Regions from separate parts of the Rattus norvegicus genome. Here regions 2 and 3 are each linked to region 1. Evidence: chromatin contacts called from public Hi-C data. All regions are on one chromosome and are shown on one strand. Each heading gives the region's core, a stretch centred on a gene start, on an enhancer-like site or on the middle of the called end of the contact. The rest is flanking DNA. Distances are from core to core; before and after follow the strand shown. Region 1 overlaps Mical2 (microtubule associated monooxygenase, calponin and LIM domain containing 2). Region 2 overlaps Tead1 (TEA domain transcription factor 1). Region 3 holds the start of Tead1 (TEA domain transcription factor 1).

What was found. Hi-C and Micro-C count contacts between places; a contact is called where the count stands out from the background.
Region 2: a contact with region 1 is called in a Hi-C map of Schwann cells, with 7 times the contacts expected there. The contact joins two enhancer-like sites.
Region 3: a contact with region 1 is called in a Hi-C map of Schwann cells, with 8 times the contacts expected there. The contact joins the promoter of Tead1 here to the enhancer-like site in region 1. A contact is called at or near these places in 3 of 12 Hi-C or Micro-C datasets (the A7r5 cell line, Schwann cells and mammary epithelial cells) and 1 of 1 datasets of contacts at active chromatin or transcription factors (oligodendrocytes).

What each region holds. Positions count from the first base shown.
Region 1 is chr1:175,928,235-175,931,695 of GRCr8, forward strand. It overlaps Mical2 (microtubule associated monooxygenase, calponin and LIM domain containing 2), which reads left to right. Exons shown (of 31, transcript NM_001395865.1): 24 at 3,400-3,461. Among named protein-coding and RNA genes, the nearest start is that of Parva, 52 kb to the right of the region's middle. Within about 2 kb of position 1,702, at least 10 of the 93 cell types and tissues checked have an H3K27ac peak or open chromatin away from gene starts, as enhancers often do. A contact at or near this core is called in Schwann cells, where this site is marked.
Region 2 is chr1:176,340,822-176,344,282 of GRCr8, forward strand. All of the region lies in intron 2 of Tead1 (TEA domain transcription factor 1), which reads left to right. Among named protein-coding and RNA genes, the nearest start is that of Tead1, 120 kb to the left of the region's middle. Within about 2 kb of position 1,505, at least 9 of the 93 cell types and tissues checked have an H3K27ac peak or open chromatin away from gene starts, as enhancers often do. A contact at or near this core is called in Schwann cells, where this site is marked.
Region 3 is chr1:176,225,525-176,228,985 of GRCr8, forward strand. Tead1 (TEA domain transcription factor 1) reads left to right here and starts at 1,651. Exons shown (of 13, transcript NM_001198589.2): 1 at 1,651-1,867.

The DNA of each region.
Region 1 (3,461 bases), core at 452-2,951:
CCTGCTCTGAGCCCATCACCCCCTTCTGCCTCCCCTAGTCCGCAAGTTCCCTCTCAAACCTGACCCAACATGGCCTTGGGCTTCTGCTCTCCCTCCTTCTGGTTCTCTCTCCTTCTGAATCAGCATGATTCCTGGCCAGTGAGTCATTTCCCACCATCCCCCAGACTCACCACCTCTCCTGTGTCTCCCTGGGCTAAGGGCCACCTTTGGAGCTAGAGCAGGCCTGCATACCTGGGAACAAGCTAAGATGACACCTGAATCATCCGAGCTACCCTGGGTGGCTGGCGAATGTGAAAGGACAAAGGGAACTAAGGTCTCCGAGCACTAGGGTTCCTCTCAGGCCAGTCTTCCTGGGTGCTGAGGCCATCCCAACGGTCCTGAGCATCACCAGTGTCAGGGGGCTCAGTCTGTCCTCAGCCAGTTCCCAGCATGGCGTGAAGTAGGAGGTTGGCAAACAGCGGGGACAGGGGTTCTAGAAAAACAAGACCGACTTCTAGTACTCAGCAGTGGGCTTGGGGCCACACCTGGAGAACATAGGGTGTGAACCTTAACAATAATGCTAGATGCAGACAGGGCTGAGCCTGTTGTTTCTGTGGCCTGGCAATGTCTGGTCCAAAGGAGTTCTTGTTTATGTGTGAGAGGGAGGAAGAAAGGGAGGGAGAAAGAAAGGGAGAAAGGGAGGAAGTTTGGAAACTGGTTGGATTAGGCCCAGGGAAACAGCATATGGGTTCAGGCTTGCAGGATGCTGCCCCTAGAGGGCGCTCCAAGACTTTGAGAAGATGGAGTCCTTCATACTAGGAAGAGTAGTACCTAGAATCCCAATCATGTCAACCCCGAAAGACAAGAACCCCTATGCCCAAGAAAGGTTTATCAGTCAATAGGATATAGAACATAGGCATCCCTTCTAATTGAGCATGCTTAGAGTGAATGTCACCAACAGGGGAAAAGGCCATCATTGCCCCCCCCCCCAAAAAAAAAAAAAAAAGGAGGTCACACAAGGAATTGCCTCAGGGGGCACTTTAGCACAAAAGAACCTGAGAGCCAGCAGTACTCAGATCCTATGCCCTACAGAGGACAGAGAAGCCTGGCTGAGCCATCTCCGAGTTCCCAGCAAGCATGGGAGAAGAGGATAGAGGTAGACAAGTTCCCAAGCCAAGAATTAGAGAAACCCTGGCTGCGGTGGGTGTCCCATTACCTCTGAAGCAGACCAAGGTTCTAGTAGTATCTGCCAGATAGTTTGTGTGCAAGAGGAGGGAAACGGATGTGGTCTGCAGGATGGTGGGCACTTTTGGGAAGGACACTGGAAGTGAGTGAGTTGCTTGTGTGAATGAACTGGAGTCTTGGGGGTCCCTCTCCCATCTTTTAGAGGAGCTTGAAGACAACACCAGGCTCACAGGAGACATTTTGCATCTCTCAGGTCCTTGATGGTCTCTTTCTCCTCTGGAGTCATGTCTGGCCCTTGGGCAATGCCTCATTTGCCAAGCCCTCCACAAGCTGACTTTAAGATAATGTACAAGGACCTTGCAACCAGAGGCCTCACAGCAAAGGTGGAACCTGGGCTAAAGGGAAGGAGAGGAGAGTGGCTTCTGCACCACGATCTTATAGATCCCAAGACTTTTCTGTCTGGCTCAAGGTGTCCCTGACTCTGTGTCACAAGGTCCCCTGTGACTCCTCAGAGGAACAAAGGGACAGTTTGTGGAGCTGAGAGGACTTTGGAGGCTGCTTAAGGAGCCTGATTCAGCGGATGGCAGGGAGAGGAGATTGAGGGGGCGAGAAAGAGGGGGAGAAGGAATTTGGCAGGAATTTAGTAACTGGAGGCAGGAAGCAAGACAACGGCTCACTCACAAGTTTTGCCTTTTTAGGCTAGACCCATTATGTTGTGGGCTGGGATGGGGTGTGGGTAATGGGCTGGAGGCCAGCGCCTCCCCTGTGTCAGTTCCTGGCAGCTGATGGCCTTTCTCCCAGGGTCTCCCTCTTACACACCTCCACAGCAGCCACGTTCCCTGGTTATCTTTTCCCTCAGAAACATTCTGGGACAAGGGTGGGGTACCCTATGGCTACAGCAGTCATCTTTTCAGAGCCCATGCCTGGTATGCACTACCTAACATGTTAATCTCTGTGCGAAAAGAGAAAAAAGCACACTGAAGTCCACCAATGCCTCCCCTAGCCCCCAAAAGATGTAGGAAACTCTTTCTAAGTGGAGGTGACTTAGGCTTGGCTTTTCTTTTAGATCTGTGTCCCCAGAGATCCCTGACCCTGTGCCATTAAAGTTTCTCACATTTTCTCAGAGTAGCAAAAGCATAGTTTGAGTACCTGAGCAGGTGCCTGTCTCTCAGCCTAGAGCTTTGAGGGAAACTGAGGCCCGGGAATTGTGTTGAACTAAGAGACGAGCTGGAACCTGTTGGTTGGACACACCATAGGGAAATCTGAATGGGCCACCTGAGCCAGGCAAGGCAGGGAGTTGGGGTACTGCGTGAGACACACAGTCCCAGGATGTACCTAAGGAATGTCGGTCACAAAGGCTTGTCATAGCCTGAGGATGAAGCACCGAGTATATGAAAGGCTGTGCTTTTTCTGAATCCAGCTGAATACAAGTTATCTGAAAGGCTCTATCCTGGAGATAAAATATTTGCTCTTGCAGATTTAAGGAGGTTGCCAAGTTGGAAGAGAAGAGAGACAGGAAGTGTCAGTGTACATGGGCCTAAATGACCTCCCTGATGTACTGTCAGAATCCTGCTCTTACAGGACAAGATGACTTCAGCTGCCCATAGTTCAGAATTGCGCTACTCCCTAGAGGCCAGCCACCCTCTTTTCTCACACATCTCTGAAGCGACACATTACTTCCTACCTGTTCCCTGAGCCACAGAAGTGTGGCAAGGACCCACTAATTCTGTATGATTTGTACTGTTGATATGGGTAGGACCTCCCTCCCCTGGGTCCCCATAAAAATTTCAAGCTAACTACCTTGTCTGAGAGCCCTTTAGGGGCTGTCTTCATGTGAGGGAAAGAGCCCATTTCATTAGGACCAAACCATCTGCCCTGTCCATGCCCACAGCTAATGGTCTGACATCTCATGGCAAGAAACTTAACATGGTTTATTGACAGAGAGATTTAGTGCAATCTCAGCTCCTGCCCACCATGGCTTCAGGGAAGCGTTAGCAGTAAATGTTGGTCTCCAAGAAGCACTCTGTGGGTTGTGCTCTCATCTCCTGGGGACGATCTCACAGAAGGCTGAACCGCTAGCTTGCAGAGCCCTGCTGCCAAGTCCCAAGCCATGGCCACTAGGAGCCTCTGAGTCCATCCCCAGCGTCTCCCTTCCTAAAACTGAGGATCCATCCACAGCCTCCTCTTTTTATGCTAAAAACAAGGTAACAATGGAATATGTCATTTCCTTCCTAGATTCAACACCCATGAACCAAAGAGCACTGTCGCCTCCAAAGGAGCCTCCTCCTTCATCTTCG
Region 2 (3,461 bases), core at 255-2,754, 410 kb after region 1:
TTCATCACCCGAGTGCCATCCAGCAATGAGATCCCAGTGCCCCCCAAATGAATTATGAAAAGCTTTTCATAGTAATATAATTGATCCACTGTTGGCCACACTTTAAAAAAAAATCAATGTATCATGTTAATATTTCATGAATGCCCACGTTGCCAGCTTCTTGCAATGGGACTCAGCTATAAAGAATGGGAATTGTTTCCCAATAGTGGAGCGCATGGACAGAGTGCCAGGAAAAGAGGGTTTCGGGTTGACTTTAACGTTAGAAGTGCAGTTGGGCCATTGAGAAACAATCCTCTGACTCATGTCAGATTGTTATAATTATTTAATGTCCACAATGCAGCCTTGTCCCCACGGATTTATACTGGAGAGGTTTCTTACCCACACATTGTGGTTATTAGCTGCAAAGAAAGCAGCATTTGTTTATAATGACACAGGGTATATCAGTGCGGCAAAGAAAACACTACAGATTCTGTCCTAGGAAGAAGGCAGGAATTTGGCAGGCAACCTATAGGAAATTAGAAGACACATTCTCATTATTTCTCATACATGTGGGTAGGACTGTACGATAGCCATTAAACACCTTTGATTTTTTTTTTTTTTTTGTTCTTTTTTTTCGGAGCTGGGGACCGAACCCAGGGCCTTGCGCTTCCTAGGTAAGCGCTCTACCACTGAGCTAAATCCCCAGCCCCTAACACCTTTGATTTTTAACCTTTGCCCCAAACTCCTGTGATGGCGAAAGTGCACATGCACTTTCATCCACAGAGTTCACAGTGCCCAACTGCAGTGCTCAGGGTACCACTTATCTCTGAGAGACTCTGTTTTTTGGAGCTGGGGAAAATAGAACAGTGGGAAAAGTGCTTGCCGCACAAGCAATGAAGGACTTACTCCAATCCCTAGAACTCAGGAAATGCCATTGTGGCATTCTCTAGAATGGATCTAGAAACCCCAGCACTGGCATAAGGAAACAGGGGCATCCCTGGGACCTTAATCACCGACCAGGCAGTCTAGTTCAGAGAGAGAGGGGAGTCCAGTGAGATCTTGTTTAAAAAAATAAGGTGGAGAAGCCATTGAAGAAGCAAGTTATCCCGATCCCCAGTCAGTACTATCTAATACATAGGCAAGTGTATACACAGATGAGGTCTGTATAGTTCTGACATTCCACACCCTATTAAACTCTTCCAGAGACAAAAAAATTGCAGTAAGACTTGAGAGTGTCCTGGAAATATGACAGACAGCCTTGGAGGTGAATGGAGTCATTTAGTCATGACTCAAGGTGTCCAGCTTCTTGGGTATGTAAACCCTTTGTAACATCTGACTCCATAGAGTTGCCCTCCTGTGTGGACTCCCCACCATCATTGCCTGAGCTGTCAAGTGAGATTCATTATCAATGGGTTTCTCAAGCTTAGAGAACAGGGAGGAGACATAGAGCCAGAGCAGTGTGAAATATCCGCGGGGCACTCACAAGCTGGGGTGTGCAGATGCCATTCAGAATTGCACCGGAAATTCTTGTAACCTTTATCAGCTCAGTGGTGAAATGAGAAAGCCCATATGACTCAGCTGAACGCTGACTTGGTACCAGTGTGAAACAACTGAGTCCTCTCAGGTTTTGGGAGAAGACAAGTAGGAAGCAGACATACAGGCTGTGGACTTCCAGGCTTTCATTGTTGGAAGTCTGGGAGCTTCGTAGGCCTCTGGACATCACTGAGGTTTTCTAGAGAACAGAGAACCTGAACTTTGAAACTGACACAGTCTTGGGTAACCTGGGGTAGATCTTGACGAAGATGTAGACAGTGGGCAATGTGTGCCATGCAGGTGGGAAGCTGGTGAAAGCCAGGCTTGCATCTCCCTGGTACAGGATGGCTACACGGTGGTGGCATTATTGCTGGCACTTAGGGGACTTAACATTTTTTTTTTAAATTGGCTACATATTTGGATATTTGTTTACTTTTTCCCTTCCTTTCAGTCCCCTCTATTATTCTCCTCCCTTTGTTATCCTCCTCCTCTTCCTCTCCTGTACTGGGGAATCACAGTGGACAAGTGTCATGTTGGATGTCTCCAGCCCTCTAATCCTTCATTTACACATTACACTCTGTTTCTCTCATCTTAGTTCTGTGTATGTTATAGGAGAATGGAAGCCTAAAGGAGTAGCCTCACTTTGTCATCCATTGGGTTAGTTTTACAGCATTGGACTTAATGCATCAAGACGGCCCCCCCCCCCCCCCCCCCCCGACAAGGAAATGGCTTGCTTTTACTGCTTCTTGAATGCTAACACATTCTTCTTGCTCTGATGGGAGTTTCTTGAGGGGAGTGATAGCTTCTCACCCTTACTGTTACTAAAGGACCCAGTGAGCCAGTCTTTGGGCGCTCAGCCCCGTGTAGTCAGAGAAGGGGGTGAATCGGCTGAGGGGTCATGATGACAGCTTATGAAGGGTGCTGTATGCCACCCCATTTAAAATCCTTCATCAGTGCAGAGCCATGGGACAAAGGTCTTAAAAGGAAAAGTGTGATGTGGATGGGTCATGGCCCAGTTTGAATACCGAATGCTCAAGGCTCTTGCCTTACAATAATTTCCTTCAGTCCCCCAGACCCCGTTGCTGTCAGGGAGGGAGAGCAGGCTCTTCATGGAACCCTTATGGCTCTATGTCACCCCCACTCTGTTCACCCGCAGGCCATCTAGAGCTCTGGTTTAATAGCACTTTGTCTTGTGAGAAGAAAGACACAGTTGTATGTCCTTCCCTCTTATCCCACTCCCAAAGCGTCTTCCTTCTCACCCAAACCATGATCTCAGAGGTTTACAAGTCAGACATGTCACGGAACTGTTTGGAAGCAGTTGTCTCCATTAGCGATGAGATCGCAGCACCCTAAAAGAGGGCTTTGGAGTTGGAACTTATAGGGCTATTAGACATGCTTGGCTTGAGAGGGGAAGTGCAATTACAGGAAGACTCAGGACACAAAGTAGTGACTGTTCACAGTCAAGGCTGCTCTTCCAGGGGGCCAGGGCTAGACGGGTGAGGACCCTTGGTTTGTTTGGGCTATGGGAACGTGAGTGCTGTCTTCCCAGATTAACTCTATTCCTTATCATCATATTTCATTGTGCTGTGGATGTACACATATGAACTTAAATAAATCTAAGCAGTTTCAAGCTGGTAAGAATCATATTGTAAATCAGGTGGGATCAGGAAGTATAGTGTCTAGTGTATACAATTCTAGCTGCTTCTCTTTCAGACATTGGCTGTTGGCAGAGGAAGGACTGAAGGAGAGGGAGCATGTGCAGCCCTTGTTGTGTGTGCCCCATTCTTTCCCACCTGGCTTGTTTTGCCCCTACCCTTGGCATTGAGGAAACAGTGGTACAAATGGTCATCTGTGTACAGGGTTCTTCAAACACCTACAGAATTACTAAGGAAAAAGAGCTTGTAACAATTTACCTTGTATTTACACAATACTAGGCATTCTGAGTGATC
Region 3 (3,461 bases), core at 401-2,900, 300 kb after region 1:
TTTGTGCCTGGTGCTCCCAGAACTGGAGTTACAGATTGTTGAAAGCGACCTTATGAGTGTTGGGAACCTAACAGGAGCCTGGTCATCTACTAGAGCAGCAAGGGCTTTTCGCTGGTGAACTATCTCTCCAGCTTCTTCTGCTCTCCGGAGACTTTATTCGCTGGTATTATGGGGGGTTATCTGGAAAAGAGATACACCTCTGGAGTTTTAACGGGAAAATAGTTGTGCATTTTCTAATACTCTGCCAGGTGTATGAGGTTCTTATTGTCAGCCTGTCATATTGCTGCATATTATTAACTAAAAATAATACACATTTGTACTTGATTGTGGTGGGCATCTACACAGGTGAGAAATTATAGAATTTATAGAATTAAACAAATACACAATGATGTGTTTAAGTTGATCTGGAAAATCTGCCCGAAAATTAATACCCCGGCTGGGATAAAATTTTGGCTGACATGGCTAGGGAAGAGCTGGGCAAAGCGAACAAAGAATGTCTCTGTATTACTTTTTACAACGGCATGGGAGTCTTCAATTCTCTTGACATAAAATTTTAAAAAACGCATGGATGGAAGATATTTTTGCCTTAAAAACGCACTGGTAAACGTTGTTTCCGAGCAAACAAGGCGTAGTGAGTCCCATTCGCTTTCCTGAGTTTATGCACACTCCAGGAATACTCCGGCACAAAACAGGCGCCATTAGTTTGTTCTGAAGCCAGAAGGAAGTCCCAGTGCGGGAAGGGCCGTCTCCTTTCTGGGAAACTACGGACTGCAACCGGCCCAAACTGCCAGCATGTCTGTCCCAGCCACCGTTAACTTTACCCGAGTTTCTGAAGTGCTGCGGTGTCGTCCACTCCAAAAACAGAGTTCAAACCGTTTATGATTGATTCTTACGTTCTCCATAAAGGGACGGCGCGAAGCTGCTTTTTGCAGCCAGGCAAGACTTTATTTTATTTAAGTGGGTGCAGGATTTCCTTAGACTAAACTCGCAGTACGAGTGAACTTCACTTCTAGAAAGACAGGGCAGGAAGCGGGCGAGGACTCTGCGACGCTCCAACCCAGTCTGCGAAGCCCAGAATTTGCGCGAGCACCGCGAACTTGGGTAAAGCGAAACGGCTTGAGGAGGAGTGGCGGGCTGGGAAGCTGCCCACTCCGGCCTCAGTTTCCTGAAGAGCAACCTCCCTTCCAGTCTGGGAGCGTCGCTGCCAGCGCACACCAGGAGGGGGTAAACTGAGTCACAGCAGGAGGAAAGCGCACACCCCGCCTTTCTAGTACCCGGCCGCCCCGCCTCGGACCGCACAAAGCCCTGAGCGCGCGCCATCGCGCGCGGCTCGCTCCCCCGTGGGCGCCAAGTCCCGCCCCACGCGCCCCGCCCCACATCATGACGTCACCGCGGCGGCAGGCCACGCCCCACCCCGGGCCCGGCGGCATGACGTCACCGAGGCCCCACCCCTCCGGAGCGAGTTCGGTCCTGGCGTTCATTTCATTCCTGTCCTCATTCCGCACATTCTTCGCATCGCTCGCGCCGCGCCGCGCCGCCCGAGCCGAGCCGAGCCTCCGCGGCCCCGCCGCCCGCCGCGGGCGCCCCCCAGCACTTCGCACACTCGCTTCCAGCTCGCGGGGAGTCCGCGCGCCGGGGCCCGGGCCCGGGGCGGCCGCGGCGGGGCGCAGGCCATGCGCTGACCCCCCAGCGCGCAACGTCGCCGGAGCGCGGGCAGCTGCCCCGGCGCGCCCTGCTGGTCCGGGGAGCCGGCGAGGCCGGGCTGGGGCGGCCGGGCGCGGGAGTACCGCGGGGAGTACCGGCTGGAGTAGCGCGGGGGCGGTGGCCCAGCGCCCCGAAGTTTGCCGCGCCCGCTCGGGCGGCCGAGGTAAGTTGCGCGCGGGGCGGACTCGGGGGCGCGGGCTGTCTAGGCGTCACCGCGATCGGCGCTTTGTGTGCGGCTCCCGAAGGGGAGCGGCCCCGCCGCCCAGCAAGTTGGGCCGCAACCTCGCGCGGCAACAGGCGGCCCCGCTCGGCTTTCTGCGCGCCCCTCTCTCCAGCGTCTCTCTCCCGCGCACCTCGCTCCTTGTCTGGGAAGCGCCGAGTTCGGCGCGATCACGGGTGGGGAGAGCGTCCGGCGTGCAGCCTAGAGCCTGCAGCCGGGTGACTCCCCCGGCGCCCGGCCCCTTCGGGGTCCGCGCGGATCCCGGCTCCTCCTCCCGGGAGATGAAAGAGGGCTCTCTCGCCCTTGCCGCCTCTCCAGAGCTGCTGCCGCCGCCGCCGCCGCCGCCGCTCCAGTGCACATTCAAGTGGAAAATTTTCAGGAGTCAGCAGAAACATTGTGTCCAAAAAAGACTGAGTCGCACTTACCACCAAACCCGGGAGTAGACTCTCCCTGGAAAACTTCCCTTCGGTAGGAAATACTGGGGGATTTGTTTGTTTATTGGAAGAGAAACGATCCCCAGGAGGGCCAAAAAAAAAAAAAAATTCTGGGGACACTTTTAGCCTTTGTTCGCGGCAGCACCACTTGTTTTCAAAGTCCAGAGGCCCGTTTGAAAGAAAGTTCAACTTCTAGGAGTTTCCTTTTTCTTTTTTAATGCATTAAAAAAAAATCAAAGCTACATTTAAAGAAGTAGAAAACAATGAAAGGCTCACACTTATCTTCCCGTGAAAATAAAACCCAGACTAGTTTTCCTCGGTCTTTAATCGTCTTTCTTTTTAAGGATTTATTTAAAGTTGAATGGTGTCACCCGTATAAAAATATTTATGAAACAATGAAATGCCAGCCACCAGCGTTTCTCAGGAGGCTTGTTAAGTTCTTAGAAGCTGTCTGTGATTTACAGAAATGCAAATTGATCTCAGCACTGGAAACTTACAGACAGATATTCCAGAAATCGGAGTGTAGCAAGGACGGGTTTTAAAATAGCGCCATTTGAAAGGAGCTAAGGTCCTTGGAACAAAATGGTCTGTAAATACGATCATATTTCAAAATAGTGAAAGGAAAATATTTCAATTCCTATAGATAATGCAAAGTAACAGAATCTTAGTTTCCTCCACGCCTTGTGGCCTGGATTCGTTCTGGAAGTTTAGGTGGTCTGGTGGCTTAGAGTGTGCTTGAGTGCTGGCAGGTGGTTCCCCGGGTGGACAGATCCTTCCCGTTAGGGAGACTCAATCTACCCGGAGCCGAGGGGTAGCTTGTCTGTGCAAGCCTGAGCTCTTGGGTGGGGGCTAATCTGCCTTGAGACTGGGGCTGGGAATAGTCCTCAGGCTGTACAGACTGTGCCAGGGGCTTCCGCCTTTCAGCGGAGTCTGCGATTTTCTGTGAATAGCAGGATCTTTGGGCCCAGGCACATCTGAATGCTTATAAGGGCCAGACTTAGATCCAACTTTGGTAAGAATCTTTCCTCTTTAGAAGGAAACAGTAGACCCAGTTACAGCATGACTCCGGAAAGACAAATGCGTTTAGCTGAACCTTTGTCAAC